2 separate regions of the Cyprinus carpio genome follow, and region 2 is linked to region 1. The links are chromatin contacts, called in public Hi-C maps. All regions are on one chromosome and are shown on one strand. Each heading gives the region's core, a stretch centred on a gene start, on an enhancer-like site or on the middle of the called end of the contact. The rest is flanking DNA. Distances are from core to core; before and after follow the strand shown. Region 1 overlaps LOC109050272 (trinucleotide repeat-containing gene 6A protein-like). Region 2 has its middle 13 kb from the start of LOC122137166.

Evidence for each region. Hi-C and Micro-C count contacts between places; a contact is called where the count stands out from the background.
Region 2: a Hi-C map of skeletal muscle shows a contact between it and region 1, with 4 times the contacts expected there. The contact joins two enhancer-like sites. A contact is called at or near these places in 4 of 8 Hi-C or Micro-C datasets (liver and skeletal muscle).

Annotation. Positions count from the first base shown.
Region 1 is chrA3:20,577,163-20,582,420 of ASM1834038v1, forward strand. LOC109050272 (trinucleotide repeat-containing gene 6A protein-like) reads right to left here. Exons shown (of 23, transcript XM_042722882.1): 6 at 2,048-4,601; 7 at 940-1,112; 8 at 597-760; 9 at 377-454; 10 at 196-247; 11 at 1-84. Among protein-coding and RNA genes, the nearest start is that of LOC109113032, 17 kb to the left of the region's middle. Within about 2 kb of position 2,074, at least 1 of the 8 cell types and tissues checked has an H3K27ac peak or open chromatin away from gene starts, as enhancers often do. A contact at or near this core is called in skeletal muscle, where this site is marked.
Region 2 is chrA3:20,615,724-20,621,479 of ASM1834038v1, forward strand. No RefSeq gene overlaps it. Among protein-coding and RNA genes, the nearest start is that of LOC122137166, 13 kb to the right of the region's middle. Within about 2 kb of position 3,313, at least 1 of the 8 cell types and tissues checked has an H3K27ac peak or open chromatin away from gene starts, as enhancers often do. A contact at or near this core is called in skeletal muscle, where this site is marked.

The DNA of each region.
Region 1 (5,258 bases), core at 824-3,323:
TCTGGTGGCGTGAAGCAGTATTTTTCCCGTACTCTCCGATATTAAAAACGTGCTTGTCAACATCAATGCGCTTGTCTGTCATTCCTGCTGAAGATGAGAAGAATTTATAGATTTTACAAAAACATGCTAATACTCATAGACTACAACAAACATCACTCAATAGCAGCACTGGAGGAGCATGTGAATGTGACCTACCTCCAGACATATCCATCTTATTGCTCTTAAGGGAATCTTCAGCAGAATCCCTCTGTAAAATGACAAAGAAGCATCAACATGCTATCTAATAACTTTCTGCTTCACAAAGGATTTTGGGACATATAATATTTAGTATAAACAGGTTTCACAGAAAAGTACAGCAATCAGACTCGATCCTTACAGGGTACATGTTGTTGAGCTGTTTCACAAGCGGATTCATCCATTGAGTATCATCTTGCTTATTGGGGCCTTTGTTAAGCTAATGGAAAGAAGGGTAAAAAAATAAGCAAGCAAGCAATACGTACACACATAATTTTGTCCTCGCAATTAGATTAAATGGTAAATTCAGTGAAGGATTATTTAAGCAGGCCTGCAAGGCCAAATGAGGTCTTAATTATTACCTTTGGAGGCACCTTCTTGTAGGGCCAGTTTCCATATTGGTTCATTTCCTGTGATATATTGTTGTTCCACATGCCCATCTCTAATTCCTTTTCCTCCTCCCAGTTGGAGTGCCCTGTCATGGACATCTCCTCTCCACCCCAGTTATCTTGCATAGGTTTGGATCCTAAAAAGTCAAAATAAAACAATCAATCAAATTAAAAATGGAAAGGAAAAAAAATTCAATCACTGAACATTGTTTCCCTGATATATTTACATTGGAAAAAAAAACAAAAACAAAAAGAAATGAAGTCAAAAAAGGAGAATCAAAGAATGTTCTTTTCCCCAATTGGAGATGGGACGTACCAGACTTGTGCTGTGACTGCTGTCCTATAGCAGTGTTGCCCCAGCTACTGCCTCCTGAGATTTTCCTCCCCGGCTCTTCCCAGCTGGAACCTGTATTAACAGGCTTTCCCCAAGCAGATGTGCCATTGTCCACAGTGACAGGTGGAGCAGCATGCTCACCCCAGGTAGAGGACTCCATTTTTTGTGGGCCACCATATAAAAAAACAAAAAAACAAATCACAAAACAAAAATAAACAAATAAATACCATGATCAAAGAGCAGTATACAAAATGTTATATTGTTCTGCACATAATGTAGTGAAGGCAACAAATGAGAAAACTGCACAATTGAAAGAAGGTATATGACTATTTTGTAAACAAACCCAAAACTGTCAGAGCAAACAAGAATCAAAGTGTAATGCATAAGCTACATGGAAAATAACTATGCAACAACTAATTTGCATCTAAACAAAATATTAACCATACTTGACAACCTTATGTCCTTTAAAAACTGAAATCTATTTAAATCTATTTGACAATGCAATTAATATTTACAAATTTTCCAATGGGCCAAACCCAAGCCTTGCATAAACATGCTTATGTAAGCTTTGTTTAGTCCTTCTGATGGATCAGATTACATTTACCTACTGAGGCTTTTGCACTTTCACCATCCAGCATATGGCCTGAATACTTCCTTCAAAAATAGCCCTGTTCATGTGTGCCCTGCTGCTCAGGTTGCTGCCATATGACTGCACCATCGGTCAGAATGTAATCCAAGCTTATTTTTCCCTGAGCACAGCTTATCCACAGCCAATTCTAAATCAAGTAGGAGCATGATTTGAACATACACCTTTACACTTTCTGTTTAGCAAATAATGAAAAATAATGGAAAAAGCTGCACTTCTACCATGCATATGCATTCCTCTGCATTGCATGAACACATTTATATATAGACATGCACACATAAACACTTGCTCGTAAGTTCAGAGCTTGTCAGTGCTGGGAAGTATTAGAGGTAAAAGGGTGGGAGGAAAAAGCGCATCCAGAGAAATTCCAAAGGGATGACTTCATAACTAAAGCTAAATATAATGGGTGAGTAATAATTGCCAAGGCACTGCCAAAAAGGAAGACACCCACCTGAGCTGCAGTTCTTTTCCTTTGGAGCCATAGAGCTTTGGGCCTGTGGGGGCTGAGAAACAGCCATGCCATCCTGCTCTCCAGCAGTGTTCTTGTTCCACATATTTACATTGCTGCACTTATACTTGTTGGGATCTCCCCATGCTGAAGTACCATCATCAATCTCCATTCTACGCCTGATGGATTCAGGTGATGGCTCTTCCCATCCAGTGGATTCTTCTTCTTTGGAGGCAGTAGGAATTGGGCCTCCCAGCCATCCTGTAGGCTTGTTCTGACCAGGGGCTCCAGTTTGAGAGGTGTTCCCACTCCTGAACATTCCCATGCTGGAATCTTGGGACTTGCCCCACTCTGAAGAATTGTTCGGTTTTGAATTGTCAACCCATGTGGGGTTAGAGTGGCTTGGTTTGATTGGCTCGCCCCAGGTTTGGTTTTGATTGTTGGTCTTGGGTGGCTCTCCCCATCCTGTGGTAGGACCACTCTGGTCAGGTGTGTTGGTGCCTCCGCTGCCTCCCCAGGTGTTGCTTGTCCCACACTGCCCAGGCTCACTCCAGCCTGATCCAGAGCGGTCGCTGTCACTGTCCCAGCCACCTGAACCAGACTTCTGGGTCTCCCCCCAATGGTTTCCCTTTGGGCCTTCTCCGCACCATCCCTGCTTTGCTTTTGGTGCATTATTCCAAGAGGACTTCTCATCCTTGCCACCATTCCATGAGGAACCACCCTTGCTCAATGTAACAGAAGAGGCATCCTCCCATCCACTTTGCCCAACTGGGCCTTTGGTTTCTCCCCAGCCAGTTGAAGGTTTTGATTCAGACCACCCAGATACCGAAGAATTGCTACTTTTGTTGGTGCTGGGTCCATCTCCCCAACCACCTGAGTTAGATGCCTGAGGGGGAGCACTACCCCAGCCTGTCTGTCCATTTCCTGTCTTTTTATCAGAGCTTGAAACATCCCATGCAGTGTTCTGACGGACTGGAGTTTGTCCCCACCCCGTGTTGGACAACACCCTGGGGTCCACGTCAATTCTAGAGAGAGCTGCATTGATCATGCCATGCTGATTACCCCTCCTTCGGTTGCCACCACGTTGCCCATCCCTCTCACTGTGACCTCCCGAGCTCTCTCCACTTCCTTCACTGCCTGTAGACTTGTTCCATGTGCTGGCTTGTGACGGTTGACCAGAGCTCCCTATACCAAGAGCATCATCCTCCAAGGACTTCCATCCATTTGTTCCCTTCTTGCTTCCATTCGTGCTATCATTGGAATGCTGACTGTTGCTGGGTAAAGTGTTCCACTCCCCATTTGAGACCTTAGTGCCAGTGTTTGAAGAGGATGAGGAAGAGGAAGATGAGGAGGAGGCACTCCCCCAGGGGTGAGGGATCCCAACAGGGCCTACAACACTGCCTGCTCCCCAAGACATATTTTGTGAGGTAGCGGGTGCTGAGTCCCAACCTCCTCCACGACCGCCCATCCCGTTATTATTATTATTCTTTAAAGAAGCAGCACTCACAGAGGAGCTGTTGGCTCCAGACTGCATTAGAGTTGCATTCACAGTGTCGCCCACAGCTTGGCCTTTAGGGACAGGACATTTGTCTCCAGAGTAATTAGTGCTGGGTGAAATGCCCCATGCTGTACCATAAGACCGACTGTTAATTCCCTCACTGTTGCCATGTTGAGAAATGGAAGTGCCATTAGAGACTGGAGAAATAGGGAGCTGAGGGGAGCACCCTGTACTCATAGGCCAAGCTCTGTGCCCTGGGGGCTGTTCATTCATCTGCATTGAACCTGTAGAGTTTGGTAAACTAGAGGTCATCGTGTTAGTAGTGTTATTTGGTCCATTAAATTCAGTGTTAAGGTTTTGAGGCTGCCCACTTGGAACCTTGTTTGTACCATTGACTTCAGCTTCAGACATATTTTCCTGCAGGCATCCCCAGGACATCTTAGAGTTGATACTCGGCATGCTGGGTGTTTGACCTATGGTGCTTTGTTGAGTGTTGGTGCCACCATTTCCATTCCCCACAGGCCCATGGGGGTTGGGCCCAGTGTTCTGAAGAATGGGCCAGGCACCATGGTTGGCATTTGGGTTCAAAGTGCTTGGATTTATACCTACATTGGTTGAGGAACCTTGGGTACCCCATGCATTTATTTTGACATGGCTGCTTTCTGCCAGGTTGCTGCTGGGGCCCTCAATGGAGCCTTGACATGTGCTTAGCATTGAGCCATTGGATACACCCCAAGACCCCTTAACACTCCCATTACCCACATTATTGCTGCCATTTGCCACCATGAAATGAGAACCTTGTCTATTGCCATTGCTGTCGCCACCAGCGCTCCCAGACGCCATCATACTAAGATTTTTTTCTGACCCAGAGCTGGAGGCAGAGTCAGCATCCATACATTCTGAGGCCAACTCTGGGTCACTACCAGAGATGGAGGGCCAGGGTCCCTTATCTACAATAACTTTTCCCCAGTTGCTGTTCGAGTCACCGCAAGGTGAGCTAGAGCTCCATGGTGAATTTTCATACTGAGGCTCCAGACCAGTATGTTCCAAACCTGTGAAAGCAAATAAAAGGTCAAATCAGTTCAGATGTCAAACATTGAAAAATAAATAAAAATAACACATCTGTAAACATGTTCTGTTTTTATTTTATGGTAAATAAGAGTGTAGTGACTGGTCCACACCAGCAGACGATATAGTCTATTTATTCCAAGCGCACTCAAGCTCCTTATAGCAGGATTGATTCTGATTGGCTGTCAATGTTTTTATTTTTCATCAGCTGGAAAAAATTGTTCTGAAAGTGATTCCAACGATACAATTTCTCTGTGCCTTTATCGTTATAGCTGTGGTGTGGACTCTGCTATTATTTAATATTGAGAACGATTTATAGAACTATATCTTTATCGTTATCTTTACAGTTATCGTCCTTGGTTTGAACAGACCTTAGGACTAACACATACAATACGGCAAACTTACATATAAAAGAAAAATATAAATATTTATATTAAAAATATATATACATATAATTAAATATCCTTATACTTTAAAATGATTAACTAATACACACAGTGCAAATAAAACCCAAGCCAAATGTTGTAATAATATGCTAAAAATAGTAACATTTGGTAGACTTTGTTTAGAATTTATAGCAACTTGGCCATTTATGGATTACGCAACAATGGCTAACTGCCCATAGGCCCTGTCTCTGTCCT
Region 2 (5,756 bases), core at 2,063-4,562, 40 kb after region 1:
TGTAAACATTTCTACAAAACCGATTTCCCCAAACATTCCCCATCTGCCGCTGGTCAGACAAACAGATAGTCCTGGCCCAAAACCATTGGCTGATGCTCTGCTATTAATGTTTTAAAAGTGTAATACAGCCATAGCACTCACAATATTTCTGCAGAGAAATCAACCTGTAATTGGCCTGTGATAGGATAAAGTATTTAGACATTTAAACAAAATGACACACATCTGTAATTCATATTAAACTCTATTCAATACTAAAAGTGGCCCCTCTAAAATCTAAACAATGACCTAACAGTTTTCCTCTCACTGATGACTCAGACACGAGCCAACATAATCACACAGACCATTTCTAACAGTTAACTATTTACATTACACACGGAGGGAAATATCTGTCAGAGTCTAGTATAAACACTGGATGTGTGAAACGACAACAGTTTCACCAAAGAGTATTTGGACACTCAAGTGACAATTAAAAATGTCAGAATTTAAATGAATAGAAATAAAGGAGCAAAAAAGTGGCATCAAATGCAATGCAACATGATTCAAGCGTTATATCAGAACTTAACTTTTTAAAATAACATGTTACCTCTTAACAATCAACTTTGATGTTTGTTATGCATATGAATAAGTGGGTCAGTATTTTTTCAATTTACCATCAATTTTGATTCAGTTTTTGTTTCAATCAACTCCTTTCCTCAAACTGTATAATTCCTGTCATAACAGCTGAATTTTCAGCATCATTACTCCAGTCTTGAGTGTCACATGATCCTACAGAAATCATTCTAATATGCTGATTTGCTGCTAACATTTCTTATTATCATCAATGTTGAAAACAGTTGAGAAACCATGACACATTTTTTACAGGATTTTTTGAATTAGAATAGAATTCCAATAGAACAGCATTTTGAAATAGAAATGAAATGGAAATCTATTGTAAAATTATAAATGTCTTTATTGTATCAATTTAATTCATGATATATAAATCACACTGACCCCAAACCTTTCTACCTTTAGTGTATCTAATGTTTTTAGCTTTAGAAAGCTAACAAGCTCATTTTTAAAGGGGTCACATTATGTTGCTAAAAAGAACATTATTTTGTGTATTTGGTGTAATGAAATGAGTTTATGCGGTTTAAGGTTCAAAAAACATTATTTTCCACATACTGTACATTATAGTTTCTCCTCTATGCCCCGCCTTTCTGAAACGCGTCGATTTTTACAAAACTCAGTGGTCTGAAAAGCCAGCTGTGCTGTGATTGGACAGCTGTCCAGTGCGTTGTGATTGGCCGAGTACCTCAAGCGTGTAACGGAAATGTTATGCCCCTTGCCATACTCTGATGCGTGTCCCGGTCAGAACACTGGCATGACAAGAGAAAAACAATAAAACCCATTACAAATGAGCAATTTATTGCATCCAGTGGGGTCATAATTATGGACTATGACTTTTTACATAATTATGGATACTGTCTTTTTACGCGTTGCGCTGCATCGCGCTGCATAAAAATAAAGCACGTCTGCATTTGTGATCAAAGAAACGACAAAGCTCTACTCTACATTGCTCAAAACTCACGTTTGAATCATCAGTGGCAAATCCTTTAGGGCTGTCAAAATGACTGAAAAACTAAATTTGAATTATATTTGAATTTAAAAGGCATAATTGCAGTTAGGGGAAAAAAAGCTTTTGACTTCTCTCCTGAGGCCACAAGAGGGCGCATTGCACAAAATATTATGCACGTTTTTCAAAGCTTAATAAAGTAACACGACTATCTTTGAAAAAAAGTGCATAGTGTTTAAAATAATGTTTATAAACCATATATATTTAATAAAGTTGCTTAAACAATTAGAAAAAAAAACAGCCCCACGCATGTATATATAGTTTAATACACAGGACCGAAAACCAATCACAAAGAGTAGGCTCCTTGGTTAATTTAAAAACATGAGATATGGTGGGATGGGGGAAAACCGCCATAAAGTCTTGTGACATGTTTACATTAATTTTACATGGCTTTCTAAAACATGCCGCTCTCTTGTGCGAGACGTGAGTGCAATGCTGATAGACGATGTGATAAAGATGCGTTCTGTGTGAACGGCTTGGTTTCAGTTTTGACGTGAACAACATCATCTCGACACTGATGCTCTCGTTTTCCACAATATATTGAATGAACAACATAGCAGCGCTGCATCTAGTGGGTTCAACTGGATAGGCTAACAAAAGCATTAAAATGCAATGACACTTACATCGTCAACACATTACGTGCACCACTGATAAGGCTGCCTAATGGCCGACGCAGACCTAAAATTCGAATGCAACATTTTTGCATACGAATGTGGATTTTTTATTTTGACAAATATTTGTAATTCTAATTTTATTTGACAGCCCTAAAATCCTTCACATATGTAAACGTACTTACAGACTGTGAGTCAGAACAGACAGCATTGTAGTCTTCTCTCCCAGGATCAGGAAACAGCCCCACAAAAAATGTGCTGCACACTAAATATTTGGGTTGAACTGTTCTGGAACAGTGTTGTAAATACAACTTAACCACTGATTTCTAGTTTTGTCCTCTTTTGGAAGACCAAACAAAGTCTCACAACGAAACAGCATTTCCACAACATGGTGCCAGCGGCAACAGCGAGAATAAAAGGTACGCCTTCTTTCTCTGCATGAACATTTGGGCGGCTTTATGCAAATCTTCCCACATCGTGACGTAGACATGTGGGGGCGTGTTTAAACGAGGCATTTTAGGAGGACGTGGATGAGTCTTAACTTTTATAAAGAATATCTCTTTGGGTTTGAGACTTTAGTCTTTGCAACCTTAGGGATCTTATCTATTCAAGAACCGCTTGTAACACTCCAAAGAGAAAGAAAAATTTGAAATCGCATCATATGACCCCTTTAAGTGTGTTTGTTCTATATTTCTTTAAAATAAATGCACTTGGTTCAATTACTGTTTAATAGACATTAATACATTTAGTCCAACTTAAACAGAACTTAGGACCTGTTGTCATTTTCTTTATTCTTCATTTCCTTGAGGACGGGCACCAAGTAAATGTGTGCAGCACTGAGAGAGTGTTTGGTTTGTGATGATGTCATGGTTGTCATGGATGGAGCTCTCTCTCTTTCTCAAATTACAACACAAACCTCTCTGTGGGAAAGTGAGGGTCGCGCTCTGCCTGCACAATGGCCAAAGTGTGTTCCTGCTTTTGTGTGCGGCCAAACACTAGCCACTTTTTGTTTAGCTGGGACATGCCGGCACGTAGGAAACTTGACTGCATTTTCCCAAAATATGCCACCCCTTAGATGGAACGACACAGCAATACCAACCCAATGTCACATAGCAGTGAACTTAGACCAGCCACTTAATAGCACTTATTTAAAAACCGGTTCCGGAGTAAGTTATGAACAATAAAAAAGGTTTTCTGCAGTGTAGATGCGGTGCTGTTGTGTCTGCCGAGCACATTAATCTCAGTGCGGACTGAGTGATGGCACTTGGCTGTGGCTCTGTGCAATGTTTGGCTGCTGTAAGGAGGATTCGGAGCAGGGATGAAAGGCCTCTCTGTATTTAGAGTGGGAGGCTGCTGGGAGCTAGCCAAGCTGCAATCGGCTCATGTTCTGTAAGGAACAAAAGCTCAGTGCTGCCTTTATGGCACCAAACAAAAACATAGGTCTCTGAGAGAAGCAGCAATTTAGGATGTTTGTTGTAAAGTGCTGGTGGTGTATCAAAACCTACTGTACAGAGTTTGGATGAACTCTGTTCTTGAAAACCTGAGGATCAGTCAAGGTGGTTTATGTACAACTGTGCCATACAAGCTCTTAAAATCAGACTTCGCAGATTGGGTTTTGGCAAGATATGCGCCTGTGTGAACAGTACTGCACTGTTGGTTTCCTCACTAGCAAAGACAGCACTGTAGAGGAGCTGTTTTTAAACAATCCATCATCACATCGCTGAAAATAGCTTGAGTATTGAGGTTTGTAAATCTGCCTTGGCGGCACTACATACACAATGTGTCCAAGTGGGGATTCTGCACATTCATAACAATCACGGCAAAAGAAAATTAGACAGAAACCAGGACTGTGCTCTGGATGAATGAATTTCATTAAAATGTTTCACTGATGACTGAATGTTCCCAGCTTGAGGGAAATTTTTTTTCCCCTTCAAGAAAAAGAAAGTGTTGGGAAATGTTCCATTTACAGGTTCGAATAAAATACAATGTATTAGCATGTTGAATGTAATGGATTGTTAATAAAAAAAAGATTTTTATATTTTTGCTAGAGTATTGTTAGCATATATGTAGCTCCCACATTTAACCACTCCAGACATACTGACGCATTCACCATCTTGGAACAGTCAAAGTTTCGACACTCAGTAAAAATCAAATTTTTCCAAGATGCCACAACATTGAGCAGCCTCTGGTTGTAAAAAACACAGAGATTTAAAAACCTTCCAGAGGTGAGAATATTACAGGTTTTCAAACTATGCTAACTTTTTAATGTCGTGTTAACTAATGTCTTCGTCTTGTTGTACAGAGCATAACAGTCACGTTCCGGAATTAAAAACTTCATTGATTTTCCCCATAGGGACATTTTTAACAATAACTGATAAACCTTTAAAGACAGACCTGTTGTGAGCTTCGAGGTTGTTAAACCAATCTGTTCACATTAATTCAACTTACTGTTAAAATAAACACGTTTAATAGCGAATTCGTGGTGGAAAAAACTACATTACCCATGATGCTGAACAGAAAATTCCACCAATCAGAGGGTCGCAGGGAGCAAAGCACGACAAAAGATGAATGGGGAAAATACTTCTGGAATTGACCCTTCGCAAAGAAGTAGGAAAAGTAGGCGCTATATTGTGTTAGTTTAGCAAATTCATCTGCAGTTTATTGCAGATATAAATATTCTTACATGCATATCACTACTCTTGCAGACCTACAGTAAACTTGCTCTCGAGTGTTCACGGACTGGCTTTGACCATTCCAATATGGTGGACAGCTTACATATAGCAGCCCATATAAAAGACAGCATGAGGCATCTATGTGTATATATCTATGGTTGTTAGAGCATTGTGACGCAGTTGCTAAGGTATTCTTGCTCATTTTTAGCAAGGTGTTTTGCAGCTGCTGTGGTGTTTTCAGTTTTAGCATTGTGATGTGCAGTTGCAATTGTGTTCCTCAGTGATTTTTAGCATGGTGCTCGCTAATGTGTTCTTGCCTATTGCAATGCAGTTGCTAAGGTGTTCTCTGTGTTTTTAGTCTGTTGCTATGTGGTTGCTAAGGCCGTCTCTGTGCATTTTAGCCTGATGCTAAGCGGTTGTTAACATGTTCTCAGTAGTTTATATTACAGTGATATTCAGTTGCTAAAGTGTTCTCAGTATTTTTTAGCATGGTGCTGTGCGGTTGATTGTTTGTTCTCAGTCGTTGCTTATTGGCAAGTAAATATTGCCCAGTCCTAGATAGGGAACTTCAATGTAAAATAATGCAAGGCTTTGTTTGGTGATTCAATAATTCAATATTACATTTCACTTATAATAAAACTGACAAACAGGCAATACATATCACTGGTACAACATTTATAAAGAAATGCACAGTGCTGTCTGTGATTTTCTTTTCTGGTGTTGACCTCAAATACCACAGGGAGTTTCACCTCACCACCCCTCACAGAGAGAGAGAGACAGAGATTTCCTATACAAAGACCAGTTTTGTTTGATACCTCCCAACAAATCCTCTGCATGATTGTCCACAATGAAGCAATTAAA